Linked DNA regions of Mus musculus: region 1 is linked to region 2. The links are chromatin contacts, called in public HiChIP or PLAC-seq maps. All regions are on one chromosome and are shown on one strand. The core of a region is the stretch at or near the end of the contact, and the rest is flanking DNA. Distances in the headings are between cores, read along the strand shown.

Region 1 (4,016 bases), core at 623-3,122, 200 kb after region 2:
CCTGGAGCAAGAGCTGATGCAGAGGCCATGGTGGGATGCTGCTTACTGGCTTGCTTTCTGTGGCTTGCTCAGCCTGCTTTCTTATAGAACCCAGGGATGGCCCCATCCACCATGGGTTGGGCCCTCCACCACTGATCACTAATTAAGGAATTGCTTTACTGTCTTGCGCACAGCCTAATCTTATGGAGGCATTTTCTTAACTGAGGTTCCCTCCTGTCAGATGACTTTAGCTTGTGTCAAGTTGGCATAAAACTATCCAGCACACCCCGCAGGACTATAATGCAGTGCTGCAAGGGCCATGGCCCTAAAGGGAACTGTGCTGTTTGCTGCTTGATGGTTGTGGCCGTTACTGTAAAGCCTCTTTGGTCACTGTCAGCTGCCCTCACTAAGGGTGTGCTGTGCTGGCTAGTTAATGAATTCTTTAGACAGGGATCACAAGGCTGGGGAGACAGAGGAATCAGTCTGGGCGGGTCCTGGGAAGGTCATAGTAACAATGCCCTGTGAAACCAACCTAAAGGAGCCCTCTACTCTGGACCCAACTCTTCCCCTGAGCCCCAACAGGAATAAACACGACGACGACAAACCAAACACTATGTACGCTAACTAAACCTTGTTATTTGACTTCTCAGGGGATGGGAGTAAGTAGATGATCACCAAGTGTCCTAGACAGGCCTGTTTCCTCTGTGTTGTACTGAGGTCCCTTAAGACAGGTAACCAGCGGCCAGTTTTTATTCCATTGTTCTGTAACCCTGTTCCTGCCTTACATTTTTAAAAATTGTTTTGGAGACAGAACATTTCTGTGTAGTTCTGATTGGCCTAGAACTCACAGAGACGCCCCCCCCCACCCCCTGCCTCTACCTCCTGCGTGCAGGGATTGGAAGGCCTGCCAAGTTGCCCAACAAGGAAACTAATTTTGTAGGGACCAATCACATTTTGTTCTTCCTCACTGACACTTGTCCTTTCTCTCTCTCTAAAACCGCTTTCCCTGATTGGTTCATTGGAACCCCCATTCTGGAATCTAGCTAACTATGTTGTCATTTTATCTGACACCTTAAACACTCTATGTGGAATGTTTCATAGAGCAGGACTTTTGTGTTTCAAACAGGCTTAATACTGACCTATTAGTACATGGGGCTCAGTAATTAAGTGTACTTGTTGCTCTTGAAGAGAGCCATGGTTCGGTTCCCAGTACCCACATGATGGTTCGACTATCTGTAACTCCTGTTCCAGGGGCTCCTACACAGTTTTCATGCCTCCCCAAGCATGTGGTGCATATACATACACACAGGGACAACATCCATGCACGGAAATAAATCTTAAACATCTCAGGGAGTAGGAACCATTCCCCTTATCATACCGCTCGGGATGTTCCAAGTAGGCAGCCTCTCAGAGGACAGTGCTAGATCTGAGCTGGGGAACTCTTTTTTTGTTTGTTTGTTTGTTTGTTTTTTGTTTTTACATGTATATGAGTATGTTGCCTGAAGAAGTTTAAGCACCACTGCGTGCAATGACCACAGAGACCAGAAGAGGGCGTCAGTTCTCCAAGAACTGGTGTTGGTTCTCTTGGACCTGTGAGCCGTCCAGTAGGTGTTGGGAATAGAATCTGGGTCTTCCCCAAGAAGCCACTGCTCTTGGCCGCTGAGCCATCTCTTCGGCTCCACGATCATCTTTAGACGTTTAAACAACAATCAATATAACGATACACACGCGAAAACAACGCCCTCTCTCAACTAGTTGCCTGGCAACTGCGCTGGCCGACTTTCCACAAACGCACAACTGCTGGCATAAACACTTCCTCTCGCCCTCAGCAGGGCTTCTGCGCATGTGCGCCCGCCTTGAGAGGGGCGGGACGCCGTGCTCTGACGCTTTCCGGGCAGTCCCGGAAGTGGCTCGTGGCGCGTGCGCGGTGCTTCTGTGGTAACGGGGCAGTTTCCACCGGCTTGAGGCGGACGACTCGGCGGTCTGGGGTCTCCCGGCTGCGCCCCCTCTGCCCCGCGCCAGAGCAGGTCCGTGGCTTCGGGCCCCGCCGCGTGCGTGTTCCTCAGGCGGCCGCCGCGCTCCCTCCGGGAAGCCCGGGCCCGCGTGAGGAGACCGAGCCCCTCTCTGCAGCCGGACCCCGTGCGCTCCGCTAGGTAGGCCGGGCCTCTCCGCGTGCGCACACCGCCCAGGCCACGGGGGTGAGGGGACGGTGGGGGACCGCGGCGTGCGCGGATGGGAGGGGCACGGCCGAGCCGGCGGGCGTGGTCGGACGCTTGGGAGCAGCCCGAGCTAACCCAGTCAGCCAGGAGAAAGGCCCCTGAGAGCTACGGGAGCTGGAGAGATGGCTGCGCTGCCTGCCAGAGGTCCGACCGCCTCTTCACCCCCGCTGCAGGGCACCCGGTACGCCCTTGCTCTTCTCACGTGCGCATGGTGATCTGAAACTAAGTCCTCAAGTAAATTGCACGGGAGAGGAGCGTGCGGATCCCAGCACACACTGGGGGTCGTTTCGTTTCCTAACTCCAGGATGGAGGAGTTAGTTTTTCCGGTGAAAATCAAGACTAACTCACGCTCCGGAGAAACATAGCCCTGGCTGCGTGTCTGTGCATCCCTCTCCCTGTACAGACAGGCTTGTAGTCCTCAGCCCCGAGAGTTGTCTCCCGAGCCGTCTTCTGAGACGTGAATGTGCACCTTATGGTGGCTCTGACACATCGTGGCTGTCTCGAAGGCAGCAGGAGTCAAATGCGCTCCCACAGTTCCTTGCAGTTTCCCTTTCCTTGTTATTTTAAGGAAGCGACCCTCATTAGGCTGTGGATTGCTCGGGCCTTAGCCTCGCTTTTGGAGAGGTGGCTGACTTGGTGGAAGTCTGGGTTTTAAGAATTTGCTTTTTAGTAACAGCTTGAAATGTGGCAAAAGCATATGGGAGTCTGGAGTCACAGTGCACAGATGGTTTCCTTGGCAACGACACAGTTGTCAATTACATTCAGTGTTAGACCGTGCAAATCCTTTTCTTTAAATGGGCTCTTTTGTAGACCAGGCTGTCCTCAGATTTCTGTACAGTCAGGGATGGCCTGCTCCTCCTGACCCTGCCTCCCAAGTGCAGAGATCACCTGTGCCAGCTCACCTGACTAACCCTAAACTTTCTCTGCCTGTTGTGTGTATGGCCATGCATGCGTGTCACAGTCCACATCTGGGCAGAGGACAACTTTGGAGTTCTCGCCTGCCTTTCTGTTGGTTCTGAGGGTCGAACTCGGGTTTCCAGGCTTGCACACCAAGTGTCTTTACTACCTGAGCCAACTCACCAGCCACAGAGGAGCCTGGAGAATGTGCACTGTTGTTTCAGGACAGCCGGAAGATGAGGCATGGCGAGGGACGGTAGGGCCCGGTAGACTGCCACGCTCAAGAAAGCAGTGCTGACTATCGATGGCTCCAAGTCTACACCGTCACACCAGACCTTCAGTACTCAGTGGGCCAAAGTAGATTGCTTTGGATTGTTCTTTTCTTTTTTGGTGTTTTGAGACGGGGTCTCTGTGTAGCCCTGGCTCTCTTGAAACTCACTCTGTAGACAAGGTTGGCCTCAACTCTCAGAGATCCGCCTGCCTCTGCCTCGCAAATGCTGGGATTTAAAGGCATGTGCCACCACTGCCTGGCATGAACTGCTTTTCTTAAAGCCCTGAGAAATTGTGGAACACCTGCCAGAACTGGTTGTTCTTTCTAGGTAACATCATGTAGACATTGACCTAAAATAGAGAGGAAGGGGGACCCTGGGCACAGGAGGCCCCTCTGCCCACTGCTGGGTGCCCAGTGTGCAGTTCTGACTCTGGAGAGTGATACCTCTTTCCTAGCTGCTGACTGAAGCACTGTAATATGTCTGCGTTGGTGCCCTAGTGCTAGCAAGGGCATCCTCCCTAGACAGTAAAGTAGATGTGGATGTAGGAAAGTCTTCCTTCATAGCTTCCAGAGGCTAACAATGCTCTAAAAATAATAGTGTGTGTGTGTGTGTGTGTGTGTGTGCGCGCACAGACACAGCCTCTGTGTGT
Region 2 (4,022 bases), core at 384-2,883:
TGCCCAGATGCACAAGTTCACATAACTGCCCGTCAGTGTCTTTATTGCATCTCAAGGTTGGGGTCTGAGGAGGTGCCTTAGGAGTATAGCTGGTTCTCTGCCTGCTCGACCCTCCACTATCTCTGGATCGTCCACAGACAGCGGGGAGAGAGGGGATCGTGTATTCAGCCATTGTTGGATTAGCACCTAGCATGTGCAGGGTGCATACAAGAGCTGGAGTTGATAGAAAACAAAGAAAACATAGGAATAGATGTCAAAGGACAGCCATGGGGGAGCCTGGGTTGGGCTGAGGGGCCGAGAAACATCCCAGAACTCCCTTAAGGGAGATCTCACCATATGCTTCATATGGAGGTAGACTGGCCTGGGACCTGGGACAGAAGACTGGTGAGTTTCTGCCCAGTGCCACGCCTGGGTCTGAAACACCTGGTCTTTCTGGGGTTTAGCACAGTTCTTGGGCAGGTCGTGACAGCCCAATCTGACCAGAGAGGCCGAGGCTTGGGGACGGGGACTGTAGCTCAGGCTGCCAGGTAGGACAGAAGAATGACGGGATTCCTCCTGTGTGGCTTCTGTGGTAGGACGTCCCAGCTGCGGCTACTAATAAGGACAGACATGCACACACACACACACACACACACACACACACACACACACACACAGAGCACATAAACACGTACACATTCCCAAGTGAGGTGTAAATTTGAGTAATTGAAAGCTGCTGCGTGGAGCTGGGAAGCTGCAGCTCACAGCCCCTCCAGGCCAGCCTGTGCACTGAGCCGGTCCCTGATGGTGTCCTGACATTTAAAAACTGGACTTCACTCAAAAAATGCAAGAGACTGACTTTATTTGTAGAGCCTAGGTATCTGGTCGCATTCTCTGTGCATTGATATAAGGGTTTTGTTGGAGTCTGTGTGGCGTGTTTGTGTCTGTGTGGCTGTGTATGTGTCTGTCTGTGTGTCCGTCTGTGCTTGTGTGGGTGTATCTGTCTTTCTGTGTATGTGTCTGACTGTGTGCGTATGTGCTTGTGTGTATCTGTATATGTGCCTGTTTGTATGTCTGTGTATGTGCTTGTGTGTGTGTCTGTCTCTGTATCTGTGTATATGTGTGACTGTGTGTCTGTGTATAAGATTGTGTGTGTGTCTGTGTCTGTGTGTATGCCTGTGTATGTATGTCTGTATGCCTGTCTGTGAGTGAAATTCCTTTCCCTGGTTCTCTGAAAACACTTACAGCCTTTGGACCCCTTTCCTACATCTTGGGTTCAGAAGAATCACCCCTTCCCATGCTCCCCATCTGGGTGGCCTCTGCCATTCACTCTCCTCTCTTATGGGCTCAGGAAAGGACTCTGTCACACATACAGTCCCCAGCTCCCTCACATTCGCCAAAGGTGAACTGTGCATTCTGGGGAATTTAGGGGGGTGTTCTAACAATCCCTTTCTCCCCTCCCCCTCCCCCCCTCCCTCTCCCTCCCCTTTTCCCTCTCCCTCCCCCCACCCCCCACCCCCCCCACCCCCGCTTTCCCAGGCTCACTCAACTTTCAGTTCACATGTGTGTGATTTTTATCTCCTCAGGACATCGGGACAACCAAATGCACTTAAGAGTTCAGGGAATTAAAACCAAATGTGCTAGGAGGCCCCTGCCTGCAGAGACTGAGGCCGCTGCAGAGACACAGGGTTCCAGAACTGTCAGCCAGTGGGCAGGACTGGTAAAACTGGAGTGTATCTGCCTGTGGATCACAGAGGTCAAGCTGGAATCTAAGCTCCGTGGAACTCCATAAGTGTTCAGAGACCACAAAAGAGAACCCAAGACCTGTCACTCAGAGTGGCAGAGGAAAGAGCCCAGTCACTAGCCAGCTTCCTGCAGGCTTCCTTCTTGCTGTTTAGGTGGGATTAGGTTTGTTAAAGAGAAATTTCCTTTTACATTTTTATTTATTTTGTGTGTATACATAAAATACACATGCATTTGAGTGCATGCCTTCTCATGCATACACGTGTATGAGTGTGTATGTCTCGTGCATACACATGAAGGTCAGAGGACAACTTGAGGCAGTCAGTTCTTGTCTCTACCAGCTGGGTCTCAGGAACCAACTCAGGTCATCAAAGCTTCTTGTCTTAGTCTCTGTTCTAGTGCTGTGAAGGGACACCATGACAAACTCAACTTACCAAAGAAAGCATTTATTGAGAGTTTTCTTATAGCTTTAGAGGGTGCGTCCAGTATTATCACAGTGTAGAGCCAGGCAGACAGGCAGGCAGGCAGGCAGGCAGACAGACAGGCAGGCAGGCAGTCAGGCAGGCAGGCAGGCAGGCAGGCAGGCAGACGACAGGCAGGCAGACAGACAGACAGGCAGGCAGACAGGCAGGCAGGCAGGCAGACAGGCAGGCAGGCAGGCAGGCAGGCAGGCAGGCAGGCAGACAGACAGACAGACAGACAGGCAGACAGGCAGACAGGCAGACAGGCAGGCAGGCAGGCAGGCAGGTAGACAAGCAGGCAGGCAGGCAGGCAGGCAGGCACACAGGCACACAGGCAGGCACACAGGCAGGCAGGCAGACGACAGACAGGCAGACAGGCAGACAGGCAGACAGGCAGGCACACAGGCAGGCAGATATACAGGCAAGCAGGCAGGCAGGCAGACAGGCAGGCACACAGTCAGACAGGTAGGCGGGCAGACATGGTGCCGGAACAGTAGCTGAGCTCCTACATTCTGATCTCTAGGGCGGGGGAGGGATGAGTTTCTGTTAGCCCACCCCAAGTGACACACCTCCTCTAACTAGGCCACTCCCCATAGTCCTTCCCAAACAGTTCCACTCCCCAGTGACTGAGCATTCAAATATAAAGCCTATGAGCGCGATGCTCATTTATCTACCAGGCCATCTCGTAGGCTCTGGGGAAATTTCTTTAGATGCTGCTGCCCTCAGAAGGTGCTCTGAGTAGTTCTGAAAGGAGGAACGTGGCTGCAAGGCACAGGAAGCTGGGCTCAGAGCAGACGGGGGGGGGGGGGGGAGGCTGCTGAGTGCTTGTCACAATTGGACTTGAACGCCCCCCACCCCCACCCCATAGGCTCATATGTTTCAATTCTTGGTCCCCAGATGGTGATACTACTTTTGGGGGGAGGAAGTGGAGCCTCACTGGAGGAAGAAGGTGGCTGGAGTGACTTTGAAGTTTTATGGCCTCCGTTCTTGTCCCTCTGTTTCGTGGCTACAGATGCGCTGTGATGAGGAGCTTCTTATTTCTGTCGCCATGCCTTTCGTGTCGCAGTGGACTGTGGCCCTCAAGCCGGGGGCCACAATAAACCCTTCTTCCCTTCAGTTGCTTCTTGGATCTTTAGTTGCAACCTGTTGGAAAGACCCTGACACAGCATCAAGGAGGGGAAGTGGCAGGATGAAGGGAGGGGGAGGGGGAGGGGGATGATGGCAGGGGGAGAGGATGGAGGGGGAGGGGGATGAAGGGGGAGAGGATGAGGGGAGAGGGAGGGGATGATGGCAGGGCAAGGGGGATGGTGGTAGGGGGAGGGGGATGGTGGCAGGGGAAGGATATGGAAGGGGAGGGGGATGAAGGGAGAAAAGATGGAGGGGGAGGGGGATAAAGGGGGAGAGGATGAGGGGGGAGGGAGGGGATGATGGCAGGGCTAGGGGGATGGTGGCAGGGGGAGGGTGATGGTGGCAGGGGAAGGGGGACAACAGAATGAGACCTAGCAGCCTAGCTAGATTCTACTGTCAGGCAGAGGTGCTGCCCTCTGTGCCACAGCCCACAGACATTCAGCAATGTCAGGGGAAACTGTGAAAACTGGGGTAGAAGCCTGCTAACCAGCTCTAATGGGAAGCAGCCAGCAATGCTGCCCACACTGGAGGTGGTTGGAATAAGAACAGCCCTGTAGGCTCATGAATTTGCATGCTTAGGCATCGGGGAGTGACACTACTTGGAAGGATTGGGAGGTGTGGCCTTTTTGGAGGAAGTGTGTCACTGGGGGTGGGCTTTGAGGTTTCTAAAGCCCAAGCCAGACCCTGCGTCTCTCTCTCTCTCTCTCTCTC

The links. HiChIP or PLAC-seq counts read pairs in DNA pulled down with a chosen protein or histone mark.
Region 1: an H3K4me3 HiChIP or PLAC-seq map of embryonic limb bud shows a contact between it and region 2, with 4 times the contacts expected there. The contact joins the promoter of Rae1 here to the enhancer-like site in region 2. A contact is called at or near these places in 13 of 39 promoter capture datasets (the 3T3-L1 cell line, 3T3-L1-derived adipocytes, the C10 cell line and 9 more), 2 of 484 Hi-C or Micro-C datasets (cranial neural crest and liver), 10 of 115 datasets of contacts at active chromatin or transcription factors (craniofacial prominence, embryonic basal ganglia, embryonic forebrain and 7 more) and 2 of 9 other capture datasets (adipose tissue and pancreatic islet).

Annotation. Positions count from the first base shown.
Region 1 is chr2:172,998,245-173,002,260 of GRCm38.p6, forward strand. Rae1 (ribonucleic acid export 1) reads left to right here and starts at 1,873. Exons shown (of 12, transcript NM_175112.5): 1 at 1,873-2,132.
Region 2 is chr2:172,800,323-172,804,344 of GRCm38.p6, forward strand. No RefSeq gene overlaps it. Among named protein-coding and RNA genes, the nearest start is that of 1700055K11Rik, 58 kb to the right of the region's middle. Within about 2 kb of position 1,634, at least 10 of the 459 cell types and tissues checked have an H3K27ac peak or open chromatin away from gene starts, as enhancers often do. A contact at or near this core is called in embryonic limb bud, where this site is marked.